Regions from separate parts of the Zea mays genome. Here region 1 is linked to region 2. Evidence: chromatin contacts called from public Hi-C data. All regions are on one chromosome and are shown on one strand. The core of a region is the stretch at or near the end of the contact, and the rest is flanking DNA. Distances in the headings are between cores, read along the strand shown.

Region 1 (3,772 bases), core at 660-3,159, 110 kb before region 2:
TAAAAAGGCTGACGCGTTGATCAAGTATTTTGGCGAGGATCCTGTCCGTTGCCCCTTCGAACAAGGTAAGCAGATCTATTTTATTTGAACATGTTCGGTGTAAATTATTATCTGTAGGATTTTGCTGGTTCAAGTAAATATTTGATCCCTGCGGTGACTATTTTTCTGCAGTGATCTCCACCCTCTTAACTTTTGTAACAACATTTCGAAAAGCACATGAGGAGAACCTGAAGCAAGCTGAACTTGAGAAGAAAAAAGCTGAAAAAGAGGCAGAAGCAGAGAAGGCCAAAAACGCACAATTAACTGGCAAAAATGTATTTTCTTTCTTATACTTCGCATTTTTTATGAACTTCATAAGCCATTATATTTATGGGTTTTAAATACTGTCCGCAGCACTCTAAATCATCAAATCCAAGCCGACAAGCTAAGCAAGCCATAGAGAGGACAAGATCTGTAAGCAGACGAGGAAGAGATGCTGGGTGATTATCCCGAATGGCCGGCTATTGTGGCTGTGCTTCTGATCTGCTTGCGAGGCAAATGAACGACCGCATGATGCATTTCTGGCAAGGGGAGTTTCGTGGACGGACGCCGTGGCATCCGTCGGGTGCAGCGCGATCGCATCAAAGAAACTTTACATGATACCAGCTGCGGTATTTTGTGCTGGCATCTCTTCCAACACATCGAAATCGTTTTCTTCAAATTACTAACTAGTTTATTATTACAGGACTCTCACTGGAGAATGCCGGCTTCTTTTTTTATCCATATCGTCCATCAGGGTCCAGTGCTAACTTCTGACTGCTGTAAAGAGGTGCTAACACTGACGCTAACTCCATTCTTTCTTTTGTTTTTTCATGTTAATTGTCCATTCTTTCTAACAACGGTGGTCAAGTAATAGTACAGACTGGTGTTTTGGTGGGAAATTGTAAAAAATAGGCATTAGGGTAGAAAATGTATGGATATAATGTAGGAGTATCAGCCTATCAGGAGTAAATATGAGATGTAAAGCTCAGCCCGTAGTTTAGATGTAAAGTTTTGTACTGAGTATATTCTCACTTTCTAATTTCTATGATCACGATGCAGCGAATGCGTCGTCACACCCAGCGTAGCCAATTCATCAGGGATCTGGAGGAGGCCAGAAAGGACGAAGCGGCGGCGGTGCCGTGTCCTACGGTCCTACCTGTCAGTTGCCGCGGTGTCCTCCTGTCCTGATCCACGTCGCCGCCACTGACAGACTCCTCTCTCACCGTGGCACGAATTGATGAGCCACGAATTGAGGATTGATCAAGGTCTTGGCATCAACAAAGCTGCCAGCGGTTTTTCAGCTTCATTTTAGTTTGTTTATATAGATCTGTGCCTTGATCGAGGTAGGACGATTCCTAGTTAGGCTTTGTTCGTTTACACCAATCCCGCTCTGGATTAGCATGGATTGGAATTAAATCCATACCTCAATCCATGCCCCAAAATAATCCATGACTACTTAATTTTTTTTGTTCGGTTAAACCCATCATGGAATATAAACCAAAGGTTTAGGAATTTTTTAAACTATGGAAGACATGGATTCTATCCATAGCCCATTAGGTATGGAACAAATCCATGAGATATTGCACAAGTTTACATTAGAATCCATGGATCAAAAGAATAACTAGCTTTGAAAGTCACATGGATTTGTTGATGGATTTAATCCCACCATGGGATTGGGTGTGAGATATGGATTCACCCAATCCATATCCGGATTAAATCCATGGTGGGATTATATCCCATGTAACCGAACAAGGCCTTATGAGTTTCAATTTCTTGTACGCCAAGGACTGGATCTGGAACTGCGGTCGGTCGGTTGTAACGTTGCTTTATTATATGGCTTCAAAGAGGCTAGGAAATGAGACTGAGGCGCTAGAAAAGAAGGTTGTGGAGTGGGGTGAGCCCAGTGTGCCGTCCGGCAAGCAGGTAAGTTGGACGACAGTATAGTATAGGTGTGCTCTCCTCTCCACGCGTACAACAGTAGCAAGAATAGCAAATCTCCGTGCGGCTGATGGCTGCTGATTGCGTAGACATCATTCTGGCTTTGTTCGGTTTTGGGTATAGGGTTTATCTCCGTCGTCATCTTTCCTTTTTCTAAAAACCGGAGATAAAACTGGTTCATTAGAAACTCATGTGCTTCCAAACAAGCACTTATTCTCGCTGATATCATCATCAGCTAAGTACGTGTATAACAAAACTTATTAGACTTTATCTAGATTACGCTACTAATTCACACCCCTTTCACAACTCTTAGCAGCTCCCAAGCAACCTTTCTTGCGACATGAAAGTGAAAGGAAAATGTGCTTTTGGCTCATTTTCAGTTATTTTGGTGATTAAATGTTCAACACATTACTAAGAACTAACATTCCTCTTATGAGCATGAGCACGGGTGTTTCGAAAGAAAATTGAAGCAAATATATGTTTCTAGCACTTGGTCATTTGTTTTAGGTGCTAACAATATTCATCTAAGGGCTAGGGAACTTCTCAAGTCGAGCCAAAAAGCAGTGAAGAAGTTTGGCTAAGTTGGCCAAACTTGGGCTAGCCTCGGCCTCACCGAACAGTCACCCAACACGTGCTCAGGCGAGTCAGAACTGCGCTTGGGTGAGTCGGTGATGTGCTCGGGCGAGTCGTGACTGCCTCGGGTGAGTTGTGACTGCCTCGGGCGTGAACTGTCTGCCTCAGGGTTAGTAAAGGGATGGAGAAGGTTCGAGAAAAAAATATTGATATAATGAAGCACAACTCATGTGATTTCGAGAAAAAAAGAAACATTGGTATGTTTTCTAGCTAGTAAGTTTAAGTGAAAACCACAACCTTCCATTGCGCAAATGGAAGTATTTTTCTTAAAAATTGTGTCCTTTTGGACCTAGTTGTTTGAAGAATTCCCTGTGCTGCATGGACTTCTTAGAGCCTTCATATAAGATTTCATTAATTTTAAGTGGGCAAAACCAGCAAGTTCAAAAACAACAAACAAGCTAAAATACATGTGAGTAGTTCATGTAGATAGGTAAACTTTTCTTTTTTTGTGCTTGTTCGAAAAGAAAGGTATACACAGTTTAATCTATCTTAGATGCTGAAACTGACATTGTGAAGTTTCATTGTGTTCTTATGAAACTGTATGATAATTGAGTGTCTCGGTATCTCAATTGCTTCTAAACGGGCATTAGTTGCGTTGTGTAGAAACTGAAAGAGTTCACCGACAATGCTGGAATCGTTATCTTCATTGTTTTCCGAAGTGGTATGCTTTCTTTATCCGTGCTCATAGTTCACATGCAATGTGCCCTTCATTTCTTGTTGGTTGAATAATTGAATTTAAACTTGGTTCCAGGGTAAAAAGGCTGACGCGATGATCAAGCATTTTGGCGAGGATCCTATCCGTTGCCCCTTCAAACAAGGTAAGCAGATCTACCCGTAGGAATTTACTTGGTTCATCAAGTAAACTAGAAGAGGAGGCACCCATTCGGGCGCCCTATCGGGAGACAGTAAAGAGACAATAGTATTTGCAATATAACCATATACATAAGAAGTCATTGCAAAGATATATACATGTATAATAAATTAACATCAAAATCAGCTGGATCACAAATCAGGCATCAATGTTGTGTTTAGCCATATGTTACACAAAGTGCTTGGGATTCATGTGTACCAAAACTTCATGGTTGTCAGTTTTAAATACCAGTGGTCCAAAAATAGCACACACACATCGTTCATCGCAAATTCGAGCATCATATTAGTAAGTGTTGCCTCTACATAAAAG
Region 2 (3,991 bases), core at 1,204-3,703:
TTATCTAAAATCATGCTATCTGAAACCCCATCTTAAATTAATGTTAATAACTATTTTATGAAATCATCTTTTAAAATTCAAGCACCTAAAATATATAGGTGGTTTTAAAATTCAAGCACATGAAATATATAAAACGACAGGGAAATATATAAAACGACAGGTATGTAGGAGGCAACAGAAGGAAGGACACTCGTTGCTGGACATCGATATTCATGTGCCATATGGCGATAGCAAGCTGGAAATCGCATGTTATAGGCAAATGACAATACGCATTTCTTCATAAGTAACAACGCCTTTATTGGCTACCAAATCAAAATGTCAGGAAACTGGAAAACGAATAAGCCTAAACAAATATTTATTATAACTCCAACTTATGTTGATTCAAATATCTAATACATGCGAGTGAGAATTTGCTACATAACAATCATGTCTATACAGTTGATACCCAATTTTTTTCACGATAACTGCACAGCTGCTTGGAAATATTTTTCAAAAACATAATGTCTATATCATTGGTTATTTTTTATAAGGACTAACATGTACTAGTTGCCAAAAAAAAAACAGGTAGGCATAGATTTTGCTGGTCCAAATTGATAATTCAGGATGAGTATGAGGTTTTTCTACAGATGGCACCAAATGATGTTCACAAAATAAAATAAAAAGGTGGTATGGACAGCCTGTAGTTTTCACAGTGACGCGTGACCAACCAGGGCTGCCTTTTAAGTTCAAACTTCAATTATACATATGCAAATATGCAATCCGAAATCTCAACTGTGGAAAATCGACAACCTGCAGTTTTCATCTAGTTAGGTGTGACCAACCAAGTTTGCCTTTTAGCTTCAATTTACCCGGATATATGTATGCACTCTAAAATCAGAATTATGGAGAATCGAAGTTAAGGTCTGCATATAATTAAAGGTGGCTGTCACACCTGTATAATTGAAGAGATGTGGTTGGTGTTGCAAAGAGATTTGAATGTGGTATCCTTTGCTTAGACTATCAACCATTGTCCTTGCAGTTTGGTATTCTTCATTGAAAAATGCCAGCTGCTGTCTGTTGTCCTAGATCAAACAATACGGTTCTAACACCATCAGCAAGCATGTCTAATTTACTAGAGATGATTTAACATATTTCGAAATTTCTCTAGAACTGCACTGTTGCATGATTAATGCATAAATAGTACTAGGTATGTGTCTGTGCGTTGACACAAGGCGGAAGAGCGTGGAAAGCAGCACCTAGACTATAAATATAGTTAGCCCCAAATTTCTAGAGCAGAGGGGCGTGGGTTTAAGTGCTCGTTTTGCACTATTTTTGCGGACACTTGGGCATGGGAATTGAGAAGGCTAAAGCCGTAGTAGCACGATGGGTCCACGTTAGATTGTATAGATAGAGAGAGTTCAGCATACATGGGTGGTTATTCAGTGATCACGAAAACAATCCTCTCACAAGCCCAAGTAACACAGTTCAATAATCTTAGTGTTAACCACCTTGCAACCATAAGAAAACAAGAACAATTAGCTCGTCGAAAGGATGCACGGTTGATATATAATAATTCAATATTACTCCCTCCGTTTTTTTATTGTCACGGTTTAGTTAAAAATAAACTAGCGATAAATATTCGAGAATATCATATCCATGAAACAAACATCAGTCCCTCTTGTCACAAGCATCTCATCTCTAATAGATAGATAGATAATGATGTACTAGTAAACATAGGCAGGGGGGACGATAAATAACATTCCGACGAAATGCCAAAATAACAGCAATTGTCGGTGGATCAAAGCGCGGTCCGACGCCTTACTCCTCGTTTACGGCAGCCTCCTCGGTAGGTGGAGCAGTCGCCGACGAGGCCTCCGCGGACTCCTGCGCCTGCGCGCTCCCCTCGGCGGGCGCGGGCGCCGCCGCAGCAGCGGCGGACCGGGTCTTGGCGAGCTCGAGGAGGCGGCGGCTGACCTCCTTGGAGTAGGCCTGGAGCACCTCTATCCCCTCCTCGACGGAGGCCGGGCACTCGGCGGCGGCGGCGGCGGACTTGGAGGCGGCGGCGAAGGCCTCGGCCTCGACGGCCACGGCGGCGCGCTCGGCCTCGGGCTCCGGGACGGCACCGTAGCGCTGGGAGAGGACGCTGGGCGCCGCGAGCGTCTGCACGAGGCGGCGCACCACGGCGTCGCGCGTGCGCTGCGACGGCGGCCAGATACTGAGCGACGGGAGCAGCGCCTCCGCGGCCTTGGCGCCCGCGGCAGCCGGCAGGGCGGCGTCGGCGGATCCCTCGGAGGCCGCGGGCTGGCTGCCCTCGGCGACGGCGTTGGGGGCGTCCTCCGCCATGGCCGCGGCCGAGACTGCGGGGTAGAGTTCGGAGAGAGAGAGAGGGGGGAAAGGGAGAGAGATCTGTGGCGTGGAGGCTGGGTGCCTGGGTGGGGAGAGAGCGGTGCGGGGGGTGTGGGTCAGTGCGTGTGGGGCTGCAGCGAGACTTGCAGGTGGGGTTTTGTTTGGTTCGGCTCCAGTTCTAGATGCTCGGGAGTCTGGACGGGAGGGCAACGACACGTGGGTCCGCACGCGCGGCTGGTGGGTTTCTCGCCATCGGCTGGCCCTCTTTGTGTAACCAGGCTGGACTATATCATCTTGAGCGATGGAAGCCTAGTCGCCTATTGGGCTGGGTTCGGTTTTTTCGTTTTTCCGGCCCACAGTTTCCACTTTCTTTGTACGTTTCTCAAGGGCCTACTTTCCAGGAGATGTGTTACGCAACACACTTCAAATACTTCTTTCCAGGAGTATAGTTTTAAAATACCCTAGTTTATAACCGTACATGGCACAGATATTATTGTATTGTTTTACCACAATAAAACTACGATATTACTTAAAGCCAAGATATGTTTGGTTGTATTAAAAAACCAAAGTATAGAAAACTGAGATCCTGAGTGGAGTTTCCAAAACTCTAAAAATATCATGGTTTTTAGATAAACCATGATATTTAAAACTGTATTTTACCTGTACCAACTAAACACATTTCTTCCCATACCAAGGTATTATCAAATATCATAGTATTGTTTTAAAACTACAAAAATACCAAACTTCCAAACACAGTTCAGAAAGTCATAACGTAACTATGCTGTGCAAAGTGCAAACACAAGTGCAGCCACGTCCAAGTTCGAAGCAACACAACGAGCTCAAGGAGCATCAGATTCAGCAAAGCGATGTGATGACTCAACGGTCCAGATTACCGTGTTCAAAAACAAGTCACAGCTTTGTTCCACGCACGCGGGTGCCATGGTGGCATGGTGCAAGCAGCCACGCTCTCTTCGGGTCGGCCTTGGGCTAGACTAGATAGACCGGCAGGCGGCAGCGTGCATAGGCAGGCTTTGGAGACGATGGAGCTGAAGACTTGTTTTTTAGCACGGTAATGCCTCGGTGGGGAGGAGTTGCGTCCTCGTCCCTCTCGCTCTCTCCGGTTCCCTCGATCGGTTGCTAACATTTGGTAGCAAACTAGGATTCCATGGAGGCGATGCAGTGTATTCTCGACGAACTGGCACGCATGAAGGCGCGCTTTACAAGCGCGTTGGCTGGCCACTGGGGCGAACAGTCTGCATACGCGTGCAGTGACGGACCCAGGAACTGATGACAGCCTAGGCGAGAATACGGTGTGATCCCCACGCCTGTGCTCGTGCCACGTGCTGCTTGCTTCCGTGCACTGTGCTCGCGCATTGCCCTCCATTGCAGCCGGCGAGCCAGCCCAGGCCACCGCCTGCGGTGCCTGGGTGGTGAGTCCGCCCCTGTACGCGTGCACTTCCTCCGACGACAGATCCGCACCGGATTACATCGAGCCCACCAACGAGTTCGTCGACAACTTCACCTTCGCGTGCGCGCACACGAACATGGGTGAACCTGTCGGGTGGCAGGGATCGGTCGCAGCCCGCTCTCACTACCGGACCAGGTCTCATCGCAAATCTTTGGCACGATCCACGCACACAAGCTACGAGCAGACATCGACCCTTGC

What was found. A called contact is a pair of places that touch in the nucleus more often than the background predicts.
Region 1: a contact with region 2 is called in a Hi-C map of tassel, with 3 times the contacts expected there. The contact joins the enhancer-like site here to the promoter of LOC100278282 in region 2. A contact is called at or near these places in 4 of 25 Hi-C or Micro-C datasets (ear, leaf and tassel).

What each region holds. Positions count from the first base shown.
Region 1 is chr2:216,065,763-216,069,534 of Zm-B73-REFERENCE-NAM-5.0, reverse strand. It overlaps LOC103647807 (formin-like protein 5), which reads left to right. Exons shown (of 19, transcript XM_008672315.4): 15 at 1-65; 16 at 172-314; 17 at 394-650; 18 at 725-808; 19 at 1,081-1,614. The coding sequence ends at 483. Among protein-coding and RNA genes, the nearest start is that of LOC103647807, 13 kb to the left of the region's middle. Within about 2 kb of position 1,909, at least 12 of the 20 cell types and tissues checked have an H3K27ac peak or open chromatin away from gene starts, as enhancers often do. A contact at or near this core is called in ear and tassel, where this site is marked.
Region 2 is chr2:215,956,501-215,960,491 of Zm-B73-REFERENCE-NAM-5.0, reverse strand. LOC100278282 (WPP domain-containing protein 2) reads right to left here and starts at 2,453. Exons shown (of 1, transcript NM_001151608.2): 1 at 1,524-2,453. The coding sequence starts at 2,322. The coding sequence ends at 1,798.